Regions from separate parts of the Sus scrofa genome. Here region 2 is linked to region 1. A link is a contact called in public promoter capture Hi-C data. All regions are on one chromosome and are shown on one strand. The core of a region is the stretch at or near the end of the contact, and the rest is flanking DNA. Distances in the headings are between cores, read along the strand shown. Region 1 holds the start of SUV39H2 (suppressor of variegation 3-9 homolog 2). Region 2 holds the start of CDNF (cerebral dopamine neurotrophic factor).

The links. Promoter capture Hi-C pulls out the DNA fragments that hold promoters and counts their contacts.
Region 2: a promoter capture Hi-C map of liver shows a contact between it and region 1, with 3 times the contacts expected there. The contact joins the promoter of CDNF here to the promoter of SUV39H2 in region 1. A contact is called at or near these places in 1 of 5 promoter capture datasets (liver), 8 of 47 Hi-C or Micro-C datasets (epiblast stem cells, fetal skeletal muscle, heart right ventricle and 3 more) and 1 of 2 datasets of contacts at active chromatin or transcription factors (skeletal muscle).

What each region holds. Positions count from the first base shown.
Region 1 is chr10:46,896,115-46,902,556 of Sscrofa11.1, reverse strand. It overlaps SUV39H2 (suppressor of variegation 3-9 homolog 2), which reads left to right and starts at 2,664. Exons shown (of 5, transcript NM_001039747.1): 1 at 2,664-2,699.
Region 2 is chr10:46,933,053-46,939,494 of Sscrofa11.1, reverse strand. It overlaps CDNF (cerebral dopamine neurotrophic factor), which reads right to left and starts at 3,965. Exons shown (of 4, transcript XM_003130739.4): 1 at 3,679-3,965. The coding sequence starts at 3,793. HSPA14 (heat shock protein family A (Hsp70) member 14) reads left to right here and starts at 4,192. Exons shown (of 14, transcript NM_001243393.1): 1 at 4,192-4,339; 2 at 5,499-5,579; 3 at 5,655-5,737. The coding sequence starts at 4,283.

The DNA of each region.
Region 1 (6,442 bases), core at 1,415-3,914:
GAAGAAGGAAAAAGAAATTCATGCTAGTTTTGCTCTTGTACCTCACACTGCAAAAATTATAGCCACAGTGCATGATAAGTGTTTAATTAAAATGGAGTGGAATTCCTGCTGTGGCGCAACCGCGCAGTGGGTTAATGATCCAGCTTATCTTTGTGGAGGCACCAGTTTGATCCCTGGCCCGGTGCAGTGGGTTAAGGATCCGGCATTGCTGCCACTGTGGCATAGGTCACAACTCCCGCTCAGATTGTTTCCCTAGCCGGGGAACTTCCATATGCTGCAGGTGTGGCAAAAAAAAAAAAAAAAAAAAGGAAAAGACATCCAATTTGTGTAAGATATTTGAGAGAGCCCATATTCACATAACTTTCATTACAGTATAATTGTTCTACTTTATTGTTATTTTATTCTCTTACTGGGCCCAGTGTGGAAATTGTTTTTATCATAGGTGTGTATATATAGGAAAAACCATAGTAGATATTGGGTTTAGTTACTATCTGTGGTTTCAAGCAGCCACCGGGAGTCTTGGAACATATCCCAGGCAAATAAGGAATATGTCCAGTTTGAGATGTTTAACACCTAAGTGGATATGTCTGCTCAGCACTGGATATTCAAGTCTGGAATTTGGCACAGAGGTTAGGGTTGGAGACCAGAAGTTGGGAATCATAAAGATATTTAAATCCATGACAATTGAGGCAGTCATTTAGGAAGAGAGCATAAGAGATGTCTCAAGGCCAAGTCTTGAGGAACTCCAGCATTTAGGTTAGATGGAAAAAGGAGCCAAGAAGTGGAATGAAGAGTGGCCAGTTAGATGGAAGGCAAAACAAGAGAGAAGTTAAGTGAGGATGGCTGCCCGTAGAGGTCCTGTAAGTATGCTAGGAGCAAAGTGCTCTGCTCAGGATGGGAAAGGTCAGGCTCTATCCAAGTCTTAAAGGGTGTGTAGGAGTAATCCTAGCAGATATAGGGAAAGTAGGAGTTTTCTAGGCAGAGAGCAGGATTGACCAAAATCCTGCAGACAGGAGCAGAGGAATGAATATTCGAGGAAGTTACGGATTAGAACAGGAGGAAATGAGCAATGAGGCTTGAGAAGAGGGCAGGAACCACCATATCACAAAGGGCCTTCCATCTAATAGGATTGAGTAGGACCTTTTATTCCTTATTGTCAAGGTGCTTATAGAAAGTATGTAAAAACAAGAACTCAAAGAGGAAACCACTTCCCAGAGATTTTATATGTATCTTCCTACACATTTTCTTACGCAGTTGAAACTGTATTTTATAGCTCTTTCTTTTGCTTGATATATTAAACACTTCACCATGATAGCAAAGTCCTCATAAACATGTTTTATTGACTAGATAGTATTTAATAACATAATCAAACAAATTAATTCCTTTAATGTTCTGCGTTTATTTCCAACATTTCAAACATAAAGGCTGCTTTGAACTAATTTTGTGTTTTACTTAAATTTCTTTTAAAAATCGTTGGTAGACATTAAACAGCTTTCTGCGGAACTTTCGCAATTTACTAGTCTCAGATTTCCGCATCAGATCGTGCAGTACAATTACCATGGACGCAGTGTGTAGAATGGACGGGGGCGGGGTGGGAGTGGAGACCAGTTAGGTCCTAGCAAAGGACCTGTAGGACTTGGCATCTTACAGCCTACCCACAGGCATGGGGCGTAGCCTGGGGGCTCGTCATAAACGCGGAACCTCAGGTTCCAACCCAGACATACCTGATTCGAATCTGCATTTTAACGAGATGCCCAGGGAATTCCCATTACGGCTCAGCGGGTTACTAACCCAACCAGTATTCATGAGGATGTGGTTCAATCCCTGGCCTGCTCAGTGAGTAAAGGATCCCTGTTGCTGCGAAATGTGCTGTAGCTGGAGCTCCGACTTGAGCCCTAGCCTGGGAACTTCCATATGCCCCAGGTGTGGCCCTAAAAAAAGGCAAAACAAACAAAAACACCAGGATGTTCAGATGATTCCTGTACCCATTCGAGTGTGAGAAGCACTGTTCTAGACCAGAGGTTTCAAATTCCACATTTAGAATCACCTGGGGACCTCTAAAAACTCCAATGTTCCGGGTACACCTTTTGCCTATTAAATTTCTGCGAATGGAACCAAAAAAACCCCAAACCTCCAAGGAATCCCAACGTGCAGCCAATTTTGAGAAACTGTGATCTGGAGGAGTAGCCTGGAAGGAAACGTAACAGTGGCTAGTAGGGCTCAGGTGGCTAAGGAACAGGTACGGGAAGGAAACGTACTCTGCACTTTGTAGCTCCGCTCTGCGTTTGAAATTTTGCACGGTGTGTATCAGTAGCACCATGGAAAAGAACTAACAACTGTAGGAAAGCCTGTGGTAAGTGCCTTGAATTAGGCGCTAAACTAGGCAGATCAGGGCAGGTGGCCGCTGACCCAGCCCTACACTCCGGTATTCCGGCCACGGGCTGCTCTCCGGCCAGTTTGCCCCGCCCCTCCGCACACGGGGAGACAACGTGGGGCGCAGGCGCGCTGGCTGTCCCAGACAAGTCGGCCTCGGCTGACGTCAGGACGCCTCGCGGGTTCTAGCCCCCCGCCCCGGCCCCCGAGTCCCGCGCGGGCCGGGCGGGGGCGGGGCGTCGGCCAGCTGAGCTATCCCGTCCGACCGCGCCAGTTTGAATGAAAGCTCCTCAAGATGGCGGCGGCCGGGGCCGAGGCGCGAGGAGGTGAGGGCTGGAGAGCGGCGCCCCGCACTGTCCCCCGTCCTCCAGGCAAACTCCCGAGGCCGGGGAAGCGGGGCCGGGACGCGCGGGCGGGCCGGAGCGCGACGGGACAGGAAGCCTCCTGCCGCGCGGCTGACGCGGCGGCCCCTACACGCGCGCCGCGGGCCCCTCCCTGCCCCGGGCCCCTGACCCTCCTCGCGGCTCGGCCCGCCCGCGGCCCGCAGTCTCCTCCCGCGCCCGGCCCCCGCGAGGCCAGGCCCGCACGCCCCGCTGCCGGCTCGCGGACTCGGCGGTCTGGGTCCCGCTGCCGTTCGGGCCCGAGATGGGCCCCGGCCCGGCCGCGGTGCGGAGGCGTTCGAACGGCTCCGGCGGATCCCTGCGCGGCTCGAGGTCCGTGGGCACACGGGGGGCTCGACTCCTTTGTGCTGCTTTGAGCGGGACGGTTCGCGGTCCGGGCCGGTTTTTGAACTGGGGAGCGGGAGGCCTCCGGTGGTGTAGGTGTGACCTCAGTATCCGAGGAGAGGAGTAGTCGGGGCGGAGGTGTGGAGGCTGAGAAAGGAAAGAAGTGAGGGTACACCCCATTTTGGACTTACTGGGGGGCTTCCGCTCCCAGTTGGGAACATCCCAGGAAGTGGGTCTCGGAGGTTGTGGCCTCCGGCTCATGGGGAAGAGTTCTCCCCGGCGGGAGCTTGCGTGGGAATTAATGAGGTGGACGCCAAGGAGCTCGGTGCTGAACGTGTATTTGTGCGCGCGCTGAAAGACTGGAACTTTCAATGCCTTCTGGAACCTGAAAGGTGTTTCCAGCACTGCGCTTCTCGGCATAGATCGTGGACTCACTGCCCCCCAGCGTGTCTGCCACTAGGGGTTAGTGTGAACTCAAGTTTTGGGGGTGGTCGCGAAACGTTTAATCTTATAAAGGAGTTCTTTCCCTATCTTATTAGAGGCGATCCGAATTGTTACCAGGAGTTTGCAGGTTTTTTAGGTTCCAGTCGTTCTCAAACATAGCATTTCTGTCGAGGCTTGTGTCTTGAATCTGCATAGTACTCCGACTAGATAACAATGGTAGGAACAGCAGACAAACATACCTTGGGTAGATAATCCAGAGGAAGGTCCTTTGCATGCCATCAGCATAAGGAGGTTATCTTGACGCAAAACTTCCTGAAGCTTTTTCAGTGAAAGGATTTAAAGGGTCGTTTCTGTTCTGCCAAATTCCCCTACGTCCAAGCCAACACTCCAAAACAAGCACACTCTTAGCCCTAAATTTTGAAGAGAACAATTCCTTTCACTTTCTTGGTCTGGAATTACGAACCCTACTTCACGGTTCCTGACGGTGAGGTGCCTGTGTGAGTTGGGGAGGGTGAGGACGTAGTAAGAACAGCTGTGTTCTCTCTTCCCTGGAAATTACTTCAAAACAAAAGGTTATCACAACTACCTTGGAGAGCTACCAAGTAAAGCTTGCGTTTACTGATGGATTTTGTTTGGTAATCCCAGTTTACTCCAACCCTCACTCCTTTCTTCCCCCCCCCCCCCCCGCAGTGAATCTGAAACCTAGAAACAGAGAAACTTCTCTAAAGCCAGCCTCAGGGAATCTGGGGCAAAACCCCCTGATCCTCCCTAGTGCTTCTCATAGTCTCATAGCCATAAAACCAAGTTTATGACATCAATTTGTGTTAACATTTTAGGTGCAGTGGGTAGCATGCTATTTACAGGAATTTGAGGGTAAAATCTTCCTCAGCACAGTTAGTTTCTAGCTTCCATTCGTTTCTAGCATACTCTTGATTATGAGTATGTCTGCTTTTCTTCAAGCTTGGTGTATGGATTATTTAAATTGATACTCTGTATTGTCATTCTCGGCTTTAAAAACAATACAGGAATTGAATATTAGAAAACTCAATATACTGTCCATTATTTTATTATAATTCTTGGGCTTATTTACCTTGATAATAATATATTGCAGCCTGGGCAAAACTGGAGTTAAAACTTCATGCAGCCTTCCAAAGTGGGGAAAGTAGGCCATATGATGTATGAGTAACTAAAGAATTATATTTCAATTAGGTTTTATTTCTTATTGTTCAGCTAGGAGAAAGGGGGAACGTTACTTTTAACAATAGACGATAATTTTAAAATATATTTAAGATGTATTTATAGTGATGATTAGTATGTCCTTGAGATCTACATTTTTATTAAAACAGCACTTCTCTGTAGAATACAATGGAAAAGTAAAAAATATCTCTACCTTTGCATTTATATGTAATTTAAAAAAAATTTATTGGTGCTTAGTTGACTTACAATGTTGTGTTAGTTTCAGGTGTACAGCAAGTGAATCAGTCATAAATAGAGCCATTCTTTTTTCCCATTAAGGTTATTACAAACCATTGAGTAGATTTTCCTGTGCTATACAGTAGATTCTCATTAATCATCTGTTTTCTACAGTAGTGTGTGTATGTTACTCCCACCCTCCCAATTCTTCCCTTCCCCCCAATGGTTTCACCTATAGTAACCTTAAGATTGGTTTTGAAATCTGTGAGTTTGTTTCTGTTTTATAAATTAAGTTCTTTTGTGTCATTTTTTAATTAGATTCCACATATAATGCATGTAATTTTATGAAAGCTTACAGACATGAAACATTTTGTTCAGGTGGCCTAGTAGAAACTAATTGACATCAACTAAACATGTTAGGGTAGAGACCCATGAGAAAATCCAAGAAGACCGATTTACCAAAATAGTTCTTTAATGGTTAACTTTTTCTTAAAGACATGTAAATGATTTCTTGTCATATGAATTTTTAGTCTTATAAAATTGCCAGTTGAAGGGTGGGGATATAGAGGTCTTAAGTTTTTCTTTTTTTTAAGTTTTTTTGTTTTGTTTTGTTTTAACTGAGTAGCTATTTCATTAGTAAAGAATTCTATTTTCTTATTGTAGCTTGGTGTGTGCCTTGCCTAGTTTCACTTGATACTCTTCAGGAATTATGTAGAAAAGAAAAGCTCACATGTAAATCGATTGGAATCACCAAAAGGAATCTAAACAATTATGAGGTGGAATACTTGTGTGACTACAAGGTAGTAAAGGTAAGGCAAATATCTAGACCCTTAAAAAAGACCTAATCAGACTTCAATTCAGTATTTCATATTTCTGTAACATAAAAAGAACCTTAAAAGTAAGCAAAGCTCTTCTTAACGGTTAAAATTCTTAGCCATTATAAATTTTTATGTCCTATCATCTGTTTTGCCAAATAACATTGAGAGGATTTCGAAGCATATAATGTTCTTACATTAGAATATTTCAAGGTGCTTATATCTTTCCACATCGAAGTCTTGATTATCTCTATGCGGATTACAAGAGCAAATGTTTTATCTCAGATTGGCTTCTCGTGTCATTCATTTTGTCCCTGAATCATATTTCCCCACTATCACCTGAAACGAACCTGGAAATTCAAGCCAATTTTAGTGTTTCTGAATCTCCTCAGGTAACATCACCATTTGTATTTCCACCATCCTGTCAAACTCCAGGTAGCAGTGAGATTCTGTTGTGCGGTAGAATGGCCTGGAATTCATTCATTTCTAGCCTTTGTTCAGTACCTTGTGACCTCAGCAAAATCATTTAACTTCTTTGGGCCTCAGTTTATTTCTGTTCCTCTTAAAAATGACAGGGTTGTTCTTCAGGAAACTTTGTCAGTCCAAACCTTGCAATATATTTTTGTGTAATTCATCTCTCTACAGCCTGTTCCTCTACAAGAACTCTGTTTT
Region 2 (6,442 bases), core at 2,716-5,215, 36 kb before region 1:
TACACCTTAGCTGTTTCTCTATCAATGCATTACCTAGATGATGGGAGTTGGGAATTCTAACTTGTACTTTGAAAGATATACTTTTTCTTCTTTTTTATGGCTGCCCCTGCAGCCCATGAAGTTCCCAGGCTAGGGGTCGAATCACAGCTGCAGCTGCCCATCTACACCACAGCCACAGATCTGAGGTGCATCTGCAACCTACGCCACAGCTTGTGGCAATGCCAGATGCTTAACTACTGAGCGAGGCCAGGGATGGGACCTACATCCTCAGGGACACTCTGTCAGGTCCTTAGCCCACTGAGCCACAATGGGAACTCCAAAAGATATACTTTTGACTCACTGAAAGCTATATGAATTTTACTGTGACATATATGCATACATTTGTTCAACAGAATTGACTGCCTACCTGGTAGCCGATGGAGAGGATGTGGTGAGGAAAAAGTCTTGACTGTCGAAGAGTACACACATGGAGGAGACCAAGGCAATTTCTAAACACTATGAGATGTGTACTAGATACTGTGGGAGAAGAAAGCGGGAGGCACCTCCCTGGAGGAAACTGGGAGATCACTGAAAGATGTTAAATAAGCAGTAAGGTGATTACCCAGCCGGGGGGAGGGAGCTGCTGTGGCCGTAAGGCAGGTAAAAACGGTGAAGGTGTGTAACAAGGCACTGGAGCTGGGGAAGGAGAAGGGAGCAGAGTCAACTGGAAAGTAGACTCAGTGGACACAGTGTTTGATGGGTGTTGGAGACTAGGGAGAGGGAGAAGTCTAGTCGAGATGACCAGTTTTATATATATGTATGCCATAAGCATCAGTGGTTTGGGGAACTAACAAGGGAAGGAGACGATGATTTTGGTTGGTGACTCTGTTGAGTTTGAGGTATAAGATCTCTAAGTAGAAATGTCCAATAGTCAATTGGATGCAAGACTGACTATTGGGGTGGGTATAAACACTTGGGATCAATCAGACTATAGATAGGTCAATTCTAATTGCACAGAGAGTGAGGAGGGCAGAGGGCAGAACGGGGGAAAATTCTAATATTGAAGCCATGACTAACGAATTAGCAACCCACAAAGATACTACGAACAAGTGGGCACAGAGACGAGGAGCAAAGGCAAAAAAAGAAAGAAGTCAAAGGTGTCCCATGCCACAGAGAAATCACTCTATTTCCATAAGAATGGAAATTTATTCCTTGAGCTTACATGAAGAGAATAATCTCATTAGAGATCACCTAACGAATTAATAATTTAATGATCCTGGCACATATCTATCACTATAACCAGATAACCATATTCCTTTTACCTTATGTTGAAGGGTTTTATTAAAATCAGTCCCATAAGTGAATCTATGATTATTTCAAAGTTAAAAAAAAAAAGTTTAAATAATCCCATAACACAATTCTTTTAAAGAGATACGGATGGAATCCCCTTGTGGCATAGTAGGCTGAGGACCCAGTTTTGTCATTTGTAGAGGCTCAGATTTCTGCTGTGGCGCAGGTTCAATCCCTGGCCTAGGAACTTCCACATGCCATGCGTGCGGCCAAAAACAAAAAACCCCCCAAAAACCCAAAACATTTACACTTTTTTTTCCCACCAGTAAGCTTCGCATGACCTAAAGTAGGGCTCAGAAACTTAAACAGGGCCCAGGCAAGTAAAACGACTTGATAAAGCGATCCAAGTCTAGGAAAAACAAAAACCTTAAGAACACATGTCCTTTCTAGAAAGTTTAGCCACAGCTATTTCCAACTGTATGGACATAGGGGCTAGTCTTGACTGCTAACCTGGTTTTCAAGGTAAGCCAGAAATCTGAATTTTTGAATATGATGTCTCCCAATTTTAATATGTAGCCAATTAATTTAAATGGGTTTTTTTTTCCAAATACTTTGTGAACTTCACAAACTACATCAATAGGTCCCAAGTGGTTCATGGACTATCAATTTTTTACTGATCAAAGAAGTCAGTGGCATCCTATGCCACGGAGTAGTCAAGGTAAGAGTAGAAATTTGAGTTCCTGTCGTGGCACAGCGGAAACAAATCCGACTAGGAACCATGAGGTTTCGGGTTCGATCCCTGGCCTGGCTCAGTGGGTTAAGGATCCGGTGTTGCCATGAGCTGTGGTGTAGGTCGCAGACGCGACTTGGATCCCGTGTTGCTGTGGCTCCAGTGAAGGCTATAGCTCTGATCAGACCCCTAGCCTGGGAACCTCCATGTGCTGCGGGTGCGGCCCTAAAAGAACAAAAGACAAAAAAAAAAAAAAAAACGAATGGAAATACTGCCCTACAGTATATAGAGTAGAGCATTTTAATCTTACACACTGAGGGGAAATTAATTGGCTAGTGATAAAGACTAATAAGCAGAAATAGAGCCAGATTCTTCTTGTTCTAAAACCAGAATTTCCTTCACTGTGATTCCACAACTTCTTTAACAAAAGGAAATATACACCCAGGTTAGTCAGACATACAAGTTAATAATTACAATATGCTTTAATACATTCAGGAAAGACGTTAGAAGCGTCACATTTAATTAATCCAGATGCTTCGGCTCTTCTGAAATGTTTGTAAGTAGAAGCTCCAGAAATTAAATTACTGATGACAAATCCAACTAATTGTTTATGCCTCACAAATTCTACTTTAAACGTGTAGGACCCAGTTATAAGGGATCTTTCAACAAAATTATAACTTAGCTGGGCAAATATCTGTATCTAAAGTTTAACAGCCTGTAGATACTTTGAATTTCTGAGAAAAGTTTAATTATTGCAAGGCTGTTAGAAATCTGGACTCCAATTGTGAAGACTTGATTCAGTTATAGTACAGTCTATACTCACCCATTCATTCAACCTAGATGTGCACCTACAATTTCCTGCTAAGGAAGAATAGATTCGCAAGATCACAGAAGGGTGAGCGGATATACATTTAAAGTAATCATTTCAATGAGTGAAATACAAAAAGTGCTACTGTAGTCTGGGAGAAAGGGCTAGCGTGGCTAATTATCTTCTTGCTAACAGCCCTCTGAGATAGGTATTTTCACGTCGATTTTGCAAGAAACCAGGCACAATGGCCTCAGAGCCAGAAGGCTGGGTGGGACGTAGACCCACGTGTTCCGACTCTAAGTCCCCAGCGGAGACCCTGTCAACAAAAAAGCAATCTTTCTTTTCTATTCCTCCTCTTTCTAAAGCGTTAAGACACTCCTTTGTAAAGCAACTTTTCCCTGTGAAGTCCTAACAAAAGTTAGTTATGTCCTGAGATTTAAGCCATTTTATCTCAATTTAGACAATGTGTAATGCTTTGTCCTTTGGGGAGTTACAAACTAATTTGAAATTGAAAGGCTTCTCCAGTGCGTGGAAAGGTGGTTACAGCAGCCGAATCCATTTGGCGCCAGGGTCGTCTGCATCTACATGGCGTCTGCGCAAAACCGAATCCAAATCAAAACCCACCGGCTTTGACTGCGGCAGTTTTATAGAACAGGACCAAGAACGCGAACTGTAGAACGCGGACTGTAGACGTCCCTGAGCCCGGCTCGAACTTTTGCCTAAGTTTGGGCGTAGGCGATCGGAACCCTGGGCCAGGGCCAGCATCTCCTCAGTGAAATGCTATTTATAGCCAGGGCCGGGAAAAGCCAAACCCAACAGCTGCGCTGCGAAGCGGTGCCACCGCCATGCAAGCAGGTCTCACACCGCTCACCTTCACAGTCGGCGCCCGGCCGACCCCCGGCCTCCTGGCCCTGCGCCCGCCCCGGGCTAGAGAACCAAAGTCCGGCGCAAAAGGCCACCATGGCAGCTGGGCTCCCACACCACATGCTCAACCAGCAGCTCCAAACGACCAACCACGGGCGTAAGGAACAGCTGGGCTGTTAGATTCCGAGGCTGCACCCAGACGCAGGAGCTCAATGCAAGGGCTTGTAAAGAACCTGCCCGGAGTTGCTAGGACAAATGACGCGACTCATCCGTGAGTTTCCATTGGCTCTCAAGAAAAGGGCATGGAAAGGGGCGGAGCGAAGGAGTCTCTTCCCTTCCCTCCCCGACCGGGCGCGTGCGCATTAGCACTCACGCTGGGCCGCCCCCCTGAGCGGAGAGAGAGCCCTAAAGCTATTTGCCCATTGTTCTAGAGGGAAGGCGGGACCTTCACGCTGATTGGTGGCGACGCGGGAGGCCGCGGCCGAGGAACCGGACGCAGGGGGCGGGCGGGAACGTGAAGTCTCCGCGGTGCCTGATGGGGCTGTTCTGCTGCCGGGCGCTCTTGCCACAGGGGAGCCGCTTTTCACTGCTGCCGCCGTTCTTGCCGCCTCATGGCGGCCATCGGGGTTCACCTGGGCTGCACATCAGCCTGTGTGGCCGTCTATAAGGTGAGGGGCTTGGGGAGCTGGGCTGCGGGTACCCCGTTCTCTGGGTGCGAAGCCAAGTCCTTTGGTCACCTGCGGGGCTGGGTGGAACGCGTGTCGCCGGCCTACGGATGTCGGGCGAAGAAGCGATACTGCGGGAAGGTTTCAGGGCTGAGTGTTGGGCGGACCTGGCCTCGTCCCCTGTGGCTTCTCTGGAGAGGTTTGCGCGCTGGTGGAGGGGCGGGCGGCAGGGGCGCGCGGGGTTCGGAGAGGTCAGGGCCTCAGGAGGGGGGCGGGCCCGCGGACGTTATGGATTCAGGGGGCCTTGAGGGTCTCGGAACGTTGTGGGTGCAGGAGGCCCTAAGGGAGGCGTCCCGGGGACAGCGTGGGCGTAGCAGGCCCGGAGGGTCTCAGGAACATCAGGGCTGCCAGAGGCTTCGAGGGGGACCTGAACGTCTGGTACCCGGAGATTTCTGGACATTAGCCAAGAATGAGCTGTTGATCTCGCGAAGCGTGTGAAGCAAGGTTGATGGTGTGTGCTTTACTCACTTGTCCTGTCTGGAAATGAGAGCCGAACGAGGAGTTTTGGCCTTTCTCTCATCAATGGGGAGGCGGAAGGAACTAATATGATACACACCTGATATTAGTCTCACGTTTCAATGTCAAATGATTTGTAAGGAAAAGCCAAAGGGATTAGTGCTCCTTCATCCTGTGTAGAAAAAGGAGAGGAAGATGCCTTTAAAGGGGAAGGAAGAGCAGTAGAAAGGGTAGTGTAATGAGACTTTTTATTGTATATATAGATAGATTGTTACGTATGGTCTGTTATCAACTACGCAGAGAAGACTGAAAAAAATGAAGCAGCTTTTTGTGGAATGCTGGCCTTATTAAAATCTGGAAATTAAATAATGACAAATAAAACCTACATGTTTTAAAATTGATAAAAGGAGTTCCCCTGTGGCCCAGCAAGGTTAAGGATCTAGCATTGTCGCTGCAGCCGCAGGGATCCCTGGCCCAGGAACTTCCACATGCCTAGGGTGCAGCCAGGAAAAAAATTTTTTTGATAAAGCAATTTCTCTCTCCACGTATATGTCAAAGTAACACTGGCCCACATATGTTTCTATCTAAAGACACTGTATATTTCATTTCAAAAGAACTAATGTAGTAGTTGGGTATTTTTCTCCAGGATGGACGGGCTGATGTGGTTGCAAACGACGCCGGTGACAGAGTTACTCCAGCTGTTGTTGCTTACACAGAAAATGAAGAGGTACTGTTCCCCTCATTTTTGTACTTTGAAATAAGTAAAAGATTACATGCGTTGTAATACATTACTCTTTTTCAGGTTGTTGGATTGGCAGCAAAACAAAGTAGAATAAGGAATATTTCAAACACAGTAATGAAAGTAAAGCAGATCCTTGGCAGAAGGTATGGAATAAAATAATACTTTTGTATATGGTAATAAGAACGTGTTCATACATTCTAAGTGTAATGTGAAATGAAACTCAAAACACCATTTTGTTTTTTTGTTGTTTTTTTAATGACTCAGTCATTTCACAGAATACCCCAGGAGGCTGTTTCTTTTGATATTAGTGCTGAGTCTTCTCAAAAATGGGATTCACTCAGACATTTGTTTCTTGCTTACAGGTCTGTTAGTATTGATAGGTTGCCAACATAAATTTAATTTTGATAATTTGTGTCATGCAGAGATGGTAATTTGGACTTCACATTTTTATAGTATTTTTTGAAACTGAGGGAAGTTGAAAGGTTATGTGGGAAATTGAAGATTTCTTTGCGCTGTAGTTGAATTTTGTGAAATCTGTTAAAATTGGTGCATGTTTACTATTGATATCCTTCCTCAGATCTTTTTTGTGACACTTTATGGGAACTAACTTTTCTAATTGGCTTCCAGATTTAATCATTAGGGAAACAGGTTAATTAATGTCTTAAGAATCAGGTTAATCATCTGTTGTAACTTTAATTAAAAGATTAAAACAGGCTTGCTTCCTGAGACTTCTGTCTCCTCAAATTATAGATTACTGTGATAATTAGGGGTTTTCCTTTTCACTGGAGTTGTAATTCTTGATACAGTGTTTTTAAATTTTCAGAGTGTTTTCACATCTATTATTTTAT